Regions from separate parts of the Mus musculus genome. Here all the other regions are linked to region 1. The links are chromatin contacts, called in public HiChIP or PLAC-seq and promoter capture Hi-C maps. All regions are on one chromosome and are shown on one strand. Each heading gives the region's core, a stretch centred on a gene start, on an enhancer-like site or on the middle of the called end of the contact. The rest is flanking DNA. Distances are from core to core; before and after follow the strand shown.

Region 1 (4,286 bases), core at 1,166-3,665:
GATCACAGAGCCTAAGGTCCTGAGGGACCCTTAGTGCTAGGCAGGATTTTCATCAAATCTTAACTTATATATGGGCTGTGGGTTTGCTCAAAACCTTGTTAAATGATTAAACATAATGACGCAAATCAAAAACAGCCACATCCAGACCAGGTGTGAGCCATAAACCAAGCGTGGCCAGGTCTCTGCCTGAGGGTGAAGACAGCAAGTCAAACCCCAAGAGCAGAAAGTCTGACTCTCCAGGAGTCCTGCAATCTGGAGCCTGGGGGAGAACTTCCAGGAAGGTCAGAGGTCAGCCTGGTGGCCTGGTGGCTCTCCTGAGATGAGTGGTCATGGCCAACAACATACTCCTCTCAGGTTCCTGGCTTTGCTACCCTCTAAGCTCCCACACACAGGGTGGGCCAGGGAGGATGGAGAGCAGGCCAGGGAGGATGGAGAGCAGGCCAGGGAGGATGGAGAGCAGGTTAGGGAGGATGGAGAGCAGGCCAGGGAGGACGGAGAGCAGGTCAGGGAGGATGGAGAGTAGAAAGTATCAGATGGGAGGCAGAGATTAGAAAGATAGGAAGGAGAGAAAACCAGCAAAGGGGAGAGGATGAGGAGGGAGGGAAGGAAGAGGGGTAGGAAAGAGGAGCAGGGTGAGGAGGAATGGGATCAGTACAGCCCAGCTCCCACAACCTTACCCTGTAGCTCCCAGGAGGCAGGTCCCCTACTTTGGCAGCGGGCCTGGGCACAGAAGCTGGGACAGGAGTGGGGCCAGGGGCAGGGGCTGGCCCTGTGGATGGGGCCCCTTTTCCCTTGCCATCAGGCCCTGGGTTCACCGCTGTGGTGGCTGAAGCCTTGGCAGCCTGGGACATGGTTCCTGGTGCTGCAAAAATAAAGAAGTTCAGCCGAGCAGTGGTGGTGCACGCCTTTAATCCCAGCACTTGGGAGGCAGAGGCAGGCGGATTTCTGAGTTCGAGGCCAGCCTGGTCTACAGAGTGAGTTCCAGGACAGCCAGGACTACACAGAGAAACCCTGTCTTGAACCCTTGACCACCTCCCCGCAAAAAAAAAAAAGAAAAAGAAAAATAGTCCTTGGGGTGAGTGATTTTGGGGTGTTGCTTCCAAGCTGCCCCCTACCCATGTGCTTCTCAGCCATGTCTATGGACTCCCCCACAGCCATCAGCTCTTCCTGGGAGACAGGGCTGAAGCTCTGGGTTCCACCCTGCTCTAGGACAGCCAGTCTCTTCCTGGATGCTGTCCCTTCCCTGCACTGCCTCCTGCCCTCTAGCCTCACACCCTGTTCCTCCCTTCCTGTGCTCTCGTGCTTGGTTAGTTCACCACCACATGTGTGTATAGCATGGCTTTGCTCACCAGTGATGGTTCCCCCTCGGCACCATTGGGCACAGTACTGAACGCCTCACATCTTGACCTTAATGGTGGGACTAGCTGGGATTGGGATATCCCTCTAGAGTCTAGCTGGAGGGAAGGTGCCCTGCAGCCCCACACAGCAGTCAGCTCCCATCTGAGGCAGCAGATGGACAGGCACCTGGGTTACTAGATGTAGCCTTGTAAGCTCGCCTGTCTGCCTCCTTAGCACTTGTCTCCATGCCAGGTGCACAGGAGCTTCTCAGGCAACATCTGTTCAGAGAGCGAATGCCAGTGTGTGCGTGTCCTGAACCTCTCCCAGCCCTCCGCCCCTGGCGTCCTCCGAGGGCAGATGTGGGTGTGCAAAATAGCAGCCTGGCACTCGGGGTTGGAAGGCACAAGGAGAGGGAGTAGGGTGTTTCCATTGCTCCACGCCGGAGCTGTGCCTGTGGGCGTTGGGTGGAGAGGACTCTGGTCAGCTCCAATGCTACCTCAAGGAGCACAGACTTCTGGGTATGGGTCATGCCTGACTGCACTGTCTCCTGGAGGAAATCCACCAAGACTGTGCTGATAATTTACAAGCTACTGGAACTCTTGGGGCCCAGAGCAAGTTCCCTGGGTCCAGGTGGGTTCCCAACATCCTCTCTCTAGCTGGGATGAGCACACTCCTCCCAGGCTTCCTCAGGAAGACTGGATGCTCGGCTACCCACACATCTGGACCACATCTGGGGGTTTCAGCCACCCTCAACCTGTCTCTATTCTGGGAAACTCTTCCCAGAGGCTGTGCTCCTTTCCCAGCCATGTGTCCGTCTCCCTCCCTCTCTTGGTGAGGACCATTGCTTTCCTCTCTACCTCCCTGTAGCCCAGGCTAGCCTCCAACTCTCAGCAATCTTCCTGCCCCAGTCTCCAGAGTGCTAACTAGACAAGTATGCACCAGCAACCTTTCTGGGTTTGGCTTTCAGCCTGGCTCTGTCTTCGTCAGCTGCCCCACCTCTGTTTCTGTCCTCCTCTCAGTTCTCTGGTGGTGTGGCAGTCCCCTCTTACCTGTATTGGTGGACAGGCGGGTGCTGTGAGTGCCTCAGGGCCAACCCCCCATTTTATAGCCTGGCAGACATCAGGGTCTATAGTGTAGCACAAAGAGGCAGCTGGGTCAGCAAACCTGGATGGGGCCCATGGCCGGCTCTGCCCCATTACTGCCCAGGCTAGCATTTTCTATTGTTGGCCTGGAACACAGAGAAACCCTGGCCCTAACCCTGCTCTGACTGCTCTCTCTATTTCCCTGGCTGGAGACAGGCCCAGGGCCTTGCTGGCTGCCAGCCTAGACTAGGGAAGGGGGATGGGGGAGGAGGTGACCTGGGATAGAAACCGGCCTCAGTCAGGCTGCTTCACCCACCGTATGGCTTCTCTACCTCTAGGGGGTCTCAGTTTACAGGTACAGTTGACAATTCTCCCTGTGGATGCTGCCCAGAACTGAAGACAACATTGAACATGTTTTATAAGGGCAAGAAACGGGTTTTCAGTCCACAGGCCCGGTCCTGAGTGCTTCTGTGTGTTTGCAGCCTCTGGGGCTTTGCAGCACACCTGCCCTATCCAGATCCTTGCTGCACCCATTTCTTGGATGAGGAAGGCTGGGTGCAGAGGCCAGTACTGACCATGGCAAGCAGGAAGGCTCTGGCTATCCAGCCTTGGCCCTGACTGAGGCTTGCCTGAATTCCCTGTTCTAGGGTGGTGGGGTAGGGCTGGGTCTCAGGCTCAAGGGCTTAGCATTCAAGGCTTGGGTCCTTCTTAACTGCCCATCAGCTCCCACTGTCTGACAGCAGGGGATGCTGCCCAGGGTCAGGAACACGGAGACTCTGGGCAGCCTCACATCCCACTGTACCTGACCGGGCCAAGGGCCAGCATTTCACCCAGGACCTGGACCCTGGCAGGTTCCTGATAGTCTACTGGAGAGGGTAGGGACATCTGAGATGCAAAGGGAGGGGGTGATAGAGAGAAAGGTTTTTCAGAAGATGAAGGGAGGAGTCGATAAACGGACAGGGAGGAGAGAGCCCAGGGCAAAGGAGAAAACAGAACAGCCAGGACCGCCAAGCATCTTAGTGGACAAGTGAACGCCAGATGACCCACCATTTCCCCAGAGAAACTGAAACCCACACAGAACAGGAAGCTTCAACCTTGTTCCACAGTGTGAACCCCAAGTGGAGTGGAGCTGGAATCTGGCCAGGCCAGGCCACCTGCATTCTGTGTCGCCAACCCCAGTAGGAGTGCAGCCATCTGAGAAACCCTTCTCTGGGGAACCCAGGACCCCCTGTGGGGCCTATCTCTACTTTGTGGTCACCCTGGCCTAGGACCAGTGATGGCCCTGTCCCTCTACCCATGAGCCCTCTCCCTGCTGGCCTCCTCTGTGCCTTTCATCCTGGGCCAAGGCCTTGAAGGGCAAGCTGGGAACCACAGGAGAGGCCAACCACTGGGACTCAGGCCAAGGTGCCTGCGGTGGGGGCCACCCACAGATCTTGCCTCAAGGGCAGGCATCTGGGGCAGTTTTGTCCCCCGTCGTACCCCGACCCTCCTAGCGATGGGCAGCTTGCCAAAGGTTTGGGGAGATGGGAACAGCTTCCCTTGCCAGGCAGCTCTTCAGATCAGCTATTTATAGACGAGAAAGTGGGGTGGCTCCTTTGTCCCCTTCTGGCCCTGTTACCCATATTTTATTTCTTTTTAATATATTGAGACAGGGTCTCATGTAGCCCAGGCTGGCCTCAAGCTCTCTACGTAGCTGAGGCTAGACTCCCTGCTTCCACATGCCAGGTGCTGGGATTACAAGTGTACACCACCACATTGCTCTGTGGACTCTGTCCCTTCCCACATCTCTCATTCCAGACTCTGTGAGCTCTTGCTTTTGGGGAACTGCCATTCATAATAATACTATATTTTATGGCTGTCCAGGAT
Region 2 (4,286 bases), core at 922-3,421, 900 kb before region 1:
AAGGTGGGGCAGCCTCCTTCCAATCCCTTAGCACCATCAGGACCAGTCATGACCAACACATCAAGGGAAATGCTGAGGGGAGGACTCATCAATGAAGATAGGGGAGGATTGACTCATGGGTAGCTGAAGGGAGGACTCAAGGGTAGCTGAGGGGAGGACTCCTGGGAAGCTGAAGGGAGGACTCATGGGAGGACTGCTCCATTCAAAGGCTATGTTTCCCCATGGCATCTCTAGCAGGATCCCAGTCTGCACTTTACTGTTTACTGTTTTATGTGGGAATCCACAACAGGGCCTCACAACCGCCCACTGACCAAGTGAGTCCTGGTTGTGAGCTCACATGCTCTTGTGTGTGCTCACTGACATGGGCAGTCACATCTTTAAAGTGCTCGTGTTAGGCCGGGAGGGGGGGGGGTGAGCCTGTGTCATCCCTGCCTCTCAGGAGGCTGAGGCAGGAGGATCAAAAGTTCAAGGCTTGCTGGGGCCACAGAGTGAGTTCAAGCCTCAGTAACTCAGTTTCTGTCTCAAAACTGAAAATGTGGAGGAGAGGGTTGTGGATTTGGCTCAGGAGAAGAGCTCGTGCCCAACATCCATGAGGCCTGGGTTCCATCCTGGTACCACAGACAGACATCTCAGTAAGTAAGCGCAGGGTCTGATGGCCGTGCTCCCTCCTGTCCTCGGCCTTGATTAATCACCCAGTCCAGTCCTTCCAGCTTGAGCAGGATTTTGCTCTCTGGTGTTCCCCGTGCCCTTTAACCTCAGCACTCTCAGATCTTTCTCAAGATTTCTCAGTCTTCCTCAGGTCCCCGGGTGGCCTGGCCAGGAGTGGCTATGGCAGATGTCTGCAAAGGGGCCATTTGTAGGGCTGTGGGGCTGTCTGCCTGTGGGTAGCTTCCTGCCTACAGCCTGGTCTTGCACACAGCCCCGGAGATGAGGCCCCCACCCCCACCCCCACCCCCCACCCCCAGCTCCTGGGCCTGCCCTGCATCAGCTGGGAAGTGGGAGGGGATTGAGTTTCTGTCACCCTGTCATTAGTAACCAGAGCTGGTGGCTTCCTCTTCTGGGGCTCTTTGGAGTCACTTAATCTTGCTGATGAGATAAGCCAGGTAGACAGACCCTCCTTGGGTCCGTGTGTCTGCTGCTGGGCGTCTGACTGGACGCTGTAGCCCCTGCTGTTCTTCTGAGCCCTTTCGAAGTCTCCTGGCACGAACCTCATGGGTCTCGTGGGCAACTCAGGCCATCCCCACCCTAGCCACTGTGAGCAGATCTCTGCAGTACCTGCATTTTGCAGCTGAGGGGAACTGAAGCCTGTGAGGTTTGGTATCTTATTCAAGGCCCCCACTGGGACGTGTCAGAGTCAGTATGTAAAGCCCTGGTCCCATTTCAACCACTTCTAGGCACTGAATGGGAACTCAGAGGCTGCCAGGGTTAAGGTGGCGTGGCAAGCTCTGGTGAAGCCCATATGGAGTGCATAAGCTTTCAGGATGACGTAGATGGCACCAGGGACCCCCTGGGTGTTGGTGGGAAGAAGGCCTGGCCTGCAATGTGGCTCTAGCCATTCCTGACGGGGAAGTCACACAACTGCTCTGAATTTCTGCTTCCTTGTCTGTGGCTTGGGCTAGCAATTGTAGGACTGGTTAGGGGCTGGGCTTTGGGGAACAGCCGTGTTCAGATGCACTTTGGAAGAGATGGAACACCCCCCTACCCCCACCCCCCACACACCTCTCACTATTCCTGACCTATCCAGCTTGCGGTGAGGCCTGGGGATGGTCCTCAGTGGGTCCCTCAGCTTGCTCAGGAAGCTGTAGGCCCACAGAGCTGCATGGTGGGAGCCCAGGACAGTAGGAACACAACACATAATAGGGAAACCAAGGCAGCCCATGCTGCAAGGGCCGTGCCTGGTCTGGGGGGCGGGCGGGGTCACTGTCTGTGGAATGCTGGGGACAAGCTGCCCGCTTCCCACTGTGGTGGCCAAGTTTGGCCTGTCCACATTCCACCCCACTAGCAGAGCTTGTTCTTTCGATGGAAAATGTCTAAATGTAGCTGGCTTGGCTCTCATCCCCCCCCCCCGTCCTCCCCCCCCGCAATCCCCCGGCATTCTTGTGAAGTGTTTGCTTAGCCATGGCCCTCTGCAGCCTGTGGCCTCTTCCTGGTGATGACGTCGGTAATAACAGTCTCAGAGAAGCCTGCAAGACGCCCCCCCCCATGGTCTCCACATGTGATTCATCAGTGCTCACAACAGCCCTAAAGTGGATGCTGTCATTGTTATTAAATACATGGAGAAACTGAGGCTCTGGGAGATCCAGTAACTCCTTAATATTCAGGGAGAGGCTGAGCTGGGGTTTGAACCAGGGAGGTATAAAAAAAAGTTAAATTTGGTGACTGTGCCGTTCCACCATGCTGGAAGGGCCATGTGTGGAAGGTCACCTCCGTCATGGCCACGCTGCTCAGTGGGTGCTCAGGAGATGTGAGCACTGTCCATGCATTTGAGTCACAGATGGCCAAGGGCTGCCTGCTGCTTGCTGACAACCCTGGAACATGTTGCTGCTTCTGCCGTGGCCCTGGTCGAGGTTCTGGGTCTCACTTCTTACCCTGCTAAGGCCCCGGTTTAGCCTTGCTCACTGAGGTCTGTGGCTGAAATGGAAGAACTGGCTATTTCCAGTCCTAGCCCTGCACAGAGGTTTAAGCCACAGGACGTGAGTCACTGAGGTTTTCAGATTGGCTAGAGTGTGGGTTTTCAAGTCTGGGTCTCAGGCTTTTGGTCCTGGCTGGTTCACTTCTTAGTGCACCACAGGGGCCTCGGCCCACCCTTCATCTCTAGAACCTCAGTGGTGTTATCTGTAGAATGGGGTTAGTACCTCAGCTTCCTCTTGGGCTTCCTGAGGAGCTGGTGAGGTGGTACAAACAAGGCCCTGTGCACAGTGGGTGCTGGGTAAATGATAGCAGTCACAGTGGGTGCTGGGTAAGTGTTAGCAGTCACAGTGGGTGCTGGGTAAGTGTTAGTCCATGCCAGTGTGAGATTCTTAGGATAGTGTCAGTGCCACCTTGTACTCTGTGTGCGGGCTCCCTCAGCCAGCAGGATGGTCTACTTCAGCCAGTGGGGAGTTGAGCCAAGTCACAGACTTGAGGAAGTTGTGTCAGCAGGTGGGGTGTGCTGTGGAAAGGAAGGCAGAAGGCAGGATACTCAGCTGGGGATGACTGGGCTGGGCCAGGGGAGCCTCCTGAGAAGGTATGAAGGGAAGAGGGCAGCGGGCAAGGCTGGGAGGAAATGAAGCCCTACGAAGGGCCTGTTTGAAAGGAAAGACTGAGGTTAACCCAGAGCTGGTGATGGGAGGGAGTCGGCAGGTTAGCCAGGAGATGCTTGGTGTGTAGCCACTTTGAGGGCATTGCTAGGACCTTGAGGTCACTGGAGCCTCAGGGGAGAACACTCAGTACTGAACTATATACAGTTTGGGCTTTGAAAGGAAGTCTGGCTGCCATGCAAGGAGACAGGAGGTTGTGGGGAGACCCCAGGCCAAACTAAGACAGTCAGGGAGACCACAAGGGGCCCCTGGACATTCAGTATCCTTGAAGTAAAAGCAGTGGACCCTGCTCTGAGGCTCCCACCCCTTGCGCATCCTTCCCATGGTATCCAATCCTAGGAAGAGGCACCCAGAGCCTTTTAATCAGGACAGATCTGCCAGTGGCTATAGCCCGGATTCAGCCACCTACACTGGTTGCTCCTTCTCTCTCTGTGACAGTCTCATGCCCACGTCGCCCAGGTGCGCATGTTGGATTCACACTCATCCAGTGGTCTAGCCTCCAGCTGCACTCCTAGCCCATGTTCCAGACTCGGCCTGCTGTGCCCCAAGCATAGCATGACCCCTATCCTACTTGTTGTGCATGTCTCTAGCATTTGTCATACAGACACAGAAAGGTGGAGATAGACTTTGGGTTGCTGGTGGCCCCTGAGCCTGGAAGGACATCTCCTGGTCCCCAGAAGGACTCCATATGTTACCATGATATTGGACACTTTGTGCCATGGGAGCTGTCCTCTCAGGCAGAGCCTCCAGGACTTAGCCCCTGCTGTTTCCCTGGGTTTCAGATGTTCTAGGCCTGGAGATGTTCCAAAGGATGTGTTAGTCTTGTGGCTGTCCAAGGTGGTTACATGGCCAGAGTACTTCTGGGAACAGTTGCTGTGTGGCCCTGAGCAGTTGCTTGCCTTTACTGAGCCTGAAGGTTTGAATCAGAGTCTCCTTAAAGCCCGTGCACATGTTCCAAGTTCTAGAGCTCCAGTGAAGGGGGGTACT
Region 3 (4,286 bases), core at 1,207-3,706, 850 kb before region 1:
ATGTTGCACTGTGGGTGGCACCATTCCCTAGGCTGGGACTCTGGACTGTATAAAAAGGAAGAGTGAGTTGGTTAAGCACACTGCTTCCTTATTGTGGCTACAGTGTGGTCATCTGGTGGATGCTCTTGTCACCGTGACCTTCCAGCTGTGGTGGACTGTACCCTGGGACCGTGAGAAAAATTAACTCCTCTTCCCGCTCTCCTTCCTCCTTCCCTTCCTCCCCCTCCTCCCTCTCCTCCCTCTCCTCCCTCTCCTCCTCCTCCTCCTCCTTCCTTTTTTTGTTTTTTTGGTTTTTTTTTTGTTTTTTTTTTGTTTTTTTGAGACAGGGTTTCCCTGTGTAGCCCTGACTGTCCTGGAACTCACTTTGTAGACCAGGCTGGCCTCGAACTCAGAAATCCACCTGCCTTTGCCTCTCGAGTGCTGGGAATTAAGGCGTGCGCCACCATGCCTGGCCCTCTTCTTTTTAAAGATTTATTTTTAATCCTGTGTGTGTACACATGTGTGCAGGTGCCCTTGGAGACCAGGAGGGGGCATCAGATTCCCTGGGGCTGGAGGTACAGGTGGTTGTGAACTATCTGACGTGCCATGAATTTAACCCATGTTAATTCATGGGTTAAATGAATTAGAGCAAGAGCAGCAAACTCTCTCCAGGCCAAACTTAACACTTCTTGATGAATCAGACTCCAGCGGGTGTGGTCTCCCACTCGTGGGCTCTTGTGGACTTTCCCTTGTTGGAGGCCAAGCCGGGCTGGGACCTACAGTGGCTGAGGTGTGTTCATGGTATTTTCCACTTCAGAAGTTTTCTTGAGCTGCACTCATGTCTCAGGATGTAGCCCTGATGTAAGCCGAGAGAGCTTTTATACTCTTATCTGACACACAGAGCAGAGCACAGGCCCCAGGGGTTCTCTGGGCCCCAGCCTCCTAGCCCAGCTGTCACCTCCCTTTTTAGCTTTCCCGAAAGCTTGATCCACACACACCCAATCCCGAAACCAAAGCCTTCTCCTGCAGACCAGCTGTCTGGTGTGTTCCTATCACTTGAGGAAAAGTTGTCCCAAGGAGACGGAGACAGGGTGTCTCTGCCAGAGCCATCTCGCCACACAGCCCTTGTGTTGTATCGATGGCTTCCTGCAGTGCAGATCCGAAGCCCATACTCATTCTCATTCTCTCTCTCTCTTTTGGTTTTCGAGACAGGGTTTCTCTGTGTGGCCTTGGCTGTTCTGGAACTCACTCAGTAGACCTCAGAAATCCGCCTGCCTCTGCCCCCCCCCCCCCAGTGCTGAGATTAAAGGCCCATATTCTTTGACAAGGTCTTCGCCTGCTGCCATTATGGAGGGGTGGGGGCCTGACCGGGCAGTGTTGGGGCCCTAAGGGACCTGTTGGGCCTTAGCTGAATGGTGAACCTGTTAGCATGCTGTTACAGTGTTTGGTAAGAGGTCTGGGCAGTTGGCCAAAAGACATGAGCACCATGTCTTGTACTGGACTCTGCTTGTCACTGCCCAAATGTGTGTACAAGCCCTGGACAGATATTTAAGAGACTCCCAGAACCCTGAGCACCCCACAACCCCTTTTCCAGATGGGGAAACTGAGGTTACAGAGGGTTGTTCCAGCTCACAACTGGCAGAGCTGGCTTCATCCAGGGCCGCTGGATTACAGAATCTTGCTCAGAACAGTTAGCTTGCTCCACACACAAGGGTAGGGACAAGTCTGGCCCAAGTCTGCAGTGCAAAAGGTTGAGGTTTGAGCTGCTCACGGCCAGCCCCAATTAGCCCATCTACTGAGTGTTTGTGAATCCGGATTTGGCTCGAGCCCCCAGGCATGGGCATTTTCTCCTCCTTTGAAGCTGCACATGGCTACTGAGATCTGCTGACTTGCTAGGAGAGGAAGCTGAGGCTCGGAGAAGGGCAGTGTGTAGCTAGCTGGAGGTCTAGGATGGGAGCCTAGTACTCATGGGTGTGTGGGCGCATCCAGATCCCTGAGGCTCAGGCACCCAAACTTCTGTCCCGAGTGTGCCTCTGTATCCCTCCTGCCCGGCTGCAGCTTGTCCAGGTGTCTGTCTCTTTCCTCCCTTCCTCCCTTCCTCCCTTCCACCCTTTTACTGAGTACTCCCACTGAGTACTCTTACTGAGTACTCCCACTAACTACTCTCACTCTGCTTGGCCCTTGCTCTGAGAAGTTGCTGCTGAGGCCTGGCTGCCTCAGAGCCAGAAAAACTAGGAATGCACTCAGCCCCTGGCATCCATCAAACCTGGGCTCACACTCCAGTCCTACTGTTTCCTAGACATGTGGGTGATCTGGAGCCTGTGGAGTCCCTTCTCTGGGGCTCCGTCTCCTCCCCTGTGAAATAGGTTCATGCAGAGTCCTACATCACAGGTCCACTGGGATGAGTAATGAGTGTGACCGTTGTGTTCCCAGGCTGACCTGGGCACCGGAGGGGATGTTGCTCTGGAGTAATGGGACAGAGTGGGTGTTCCCATTGCCAGTTAGGTCCATGACTGCACGATTCCGCACACAGCTAGGGTGTAGAGTGGCAGGGGAGGGGCAGGCTTCTCGAATTCCTTGAAACTGCACTGTCACCTGCAGCCGCTTGACTCAGGGCCCTTTCTTAGGAAATGTGTCAGACACTTAAGTACATGCAGGCCCCGAGTTCTCCTATTCCTCCTCCACAGTATCAGCTTCCCTGGTTTGGAAACTCTTCCCTAGTTTTTAAAATATATATGCATATGTGTATATGTATATGATGTTTGTGTGTGTATATATGTGTACAATATATGAGTATATGTATGTATATGGTGTATATGTGTGTATGTATATGATGTATGTATGTGTTTATGTATATGATGTATGTATATGTGTGTATGTATATGTATGTGTGTATGTGCATATGATATATGTATATATGCATACATATATGTATAATATGTATGTGTGCATATATATCATGTGTGTATGTATATACATGTGTATATGTTTGTGTATGTATATGTATGTGTGTATGTGCATATGATATATGTATATATGTATACATATATGTATAATATGTATGTGTGCATATATATCATGTGTGTATGTATATACATGTGTATATATTTGTGTATGTATATGTATATAACATGTGTGCATGTATGTGTATATATGTATGTGTATATGTATATAATGTACGTGTATATGTATATATGTGTATGCGTATGTGTATGTGTGTGTGTATATATATATATATATATATAGGATGTAGATGTGTGTATGTGTATGTATGCATTTCCAGAGACATGTATCCCCAACGTATTTACTCAGCAACTACTACAGGCCTGGCAGTTCCCCAAGGGCTTGGGCTGTGGATCTGGAGTCAGCAAAGCACTGCCTCGGGGCACATGCAGTCTTGCCAGCCTCCTGCTTGTAATGGAGTTTCACGACACTTATCAGGGGTGCTCATCTACTTACTTGATGTATCAGTCACTTCACTGTCACTGACAGAATACCCAAGCAAGGCAGCCTGAAGCTCACGGCTGGAGCCCATCATGGCTGCAAGGCCTGGCAGCAGGAGGGTGAGGTCACATGGCTCCCACAGTCAGGAAGGAGGGAGAGATGGATGCTGGTGCTCAGCTCACTCACTCCTCTCTATTCAGTCTGGGAGCCCAGCCCAGACATGCCCACAGGTGTCTCTCCTGGGTGATCCTACATCCTGCCAAGTTGACAGTTTGTACAACAGGACAGCAGGAAGGAGTCAGATTTGCTTTACCCAGTTTCATCTCAGATTCATCCACAAAGTGAAACCCCAAGCACACATGCGTGCTAAGTCAAGTTGCGGTCTGTAAGGGGCGATCCCACTCTTAGCACAGCTGTGAGCCAATTTGCCATGGAACCTATATGTTTTGTTTGCTGACACCTACATGTATTAGTTTCTTTAGACAAGATACGTTTCTGGCATACGATCCTTGGAACCCTTCAGGCACATCTTTCCGTGATGGCAAATGTTCTGTATGCATGTCATTTTTACCACACAGCGTGGACTCTGGATTCCATGGTTCACGCCCCTTCTTGGTTTAGGCTGTTGTTCATGTTTTGCAATGACAGTGAATCCTGCTGGGAGCGGCTGTGTTCGGGAACCTGGCAAGCGTGCTTGCTTGACTCCCTGAGATGAACTTCTGCCACTAACCCTGCTGATTCAGCTAAACCTGCAGGTTTTAAATGGGGAGACAAATGTTCTGACTTGTTTCCCACATAGACGTTAGAGTGTGTGCTAGCCTGGTCTCTCAGTGCAAACCTTGGGGAGGAACTTCCACCTGTCT

What was found. Promoter capture Hi-C pulls out the DNA fragments that hold promoters and counts their contacts. HiChIP or PLAC-seq counts read pairs in DNA pulled down with a chosen protein or histone mark.
Region 2: a contact with region 1 is called in a FOXA1 HiChIP or PLAC-seq map of pancreatic cancer cells. The contact joins the enhancer-like site here to the promoter of Crybb1 in region 1. A contact is called at or near these places in 1 of 39 promoter capture datasets (the C10 cell line), 1 of 484 Hi-C or Micro-C datasets (adipose-derived mesenchymal stem cells), 2 of 115 datasets of contacts at active chromatin or transcription factors (large pre-B cells and pancreatic cancer cells) and 1 of 9 other capture datasets (liver).
Region 3: a contact with region 1 is called in a promoter capture Hi-C map of the SN4741 cell line, with 2.4 times the contacts expected there. The contact joins the enhancer-like site here to the promoter of Crybb1 in region 1. A contact is called at or near these places in 8 of 39 promoter capture datasets (the C10 cell line, the HPC-7 cell line, HPC-7-derived erythroid cells and 5 more), 1 of 15 datasets of contacts at CTCF or cohesin (large pre-B cells), 1 of 484 Hi-C or Micro-C datasets (large pre-B cells) and 3 of 115 datasets of contacts at active chromatin or transcription factors (large pre-B cells, pancreatic cancer cells and pro-B cells).

Annotation. Positions count from the first base shown.
Region 1 is chr5:112,253,949-112,258,234 of GRCm38.p6, reverse strand. It overlaps Crybb1 (crystallin, beta B1), which reads right to left and starts at 2,415. Exons shown (of 6, transcript NM_023695.3): 1 at 2,388-2,415; 2 at 678-862. The coding sequence starts at 851. It also overlaps a transcript of Cryba4 not described here.
Region 2 is chr5:113,155,601-113,159,886 of GRCm38.p6, reverse strand. All of the region lies in intron 6 of 2900026A02Rik (RIKEN cDNA 2900026A02 gene), which reads left to right. Among named protein-coding and RNA genes, the nearest start is that of Gm42161, 12 kb to the right of the region's middle. Within about 2 kb of position 2,171, at least 99 of the 459 cell types and tissues checked have an H3K27ac peak or open chromatin away from gene starts, as enhancers often do. A contact at or near this core is called in adipose-derived mesenchymal stem cells and pancreatic cancer cells, where this site is marked.
Region 3 is chr5:113,105,036-113,109,321 of GRCm38.p6, reverse strand. All of the region lies in intron 6 of 2900026A02Rik (RIKEN cDNA 2900026A02 gene), which reads left to right. Among named protein-coding and RNA genes, the nearest start is that of Crybb3, 26 kb to the right of the region's middle. Within about 2 kb of position 2,456, at least 25 of the 459 cell types and tissues checked have an H3K27ac peak or open chromatin away from gene starts, as enhancers often do. A contact at or near this core is called in the SN4741 cell line, where this site is marked.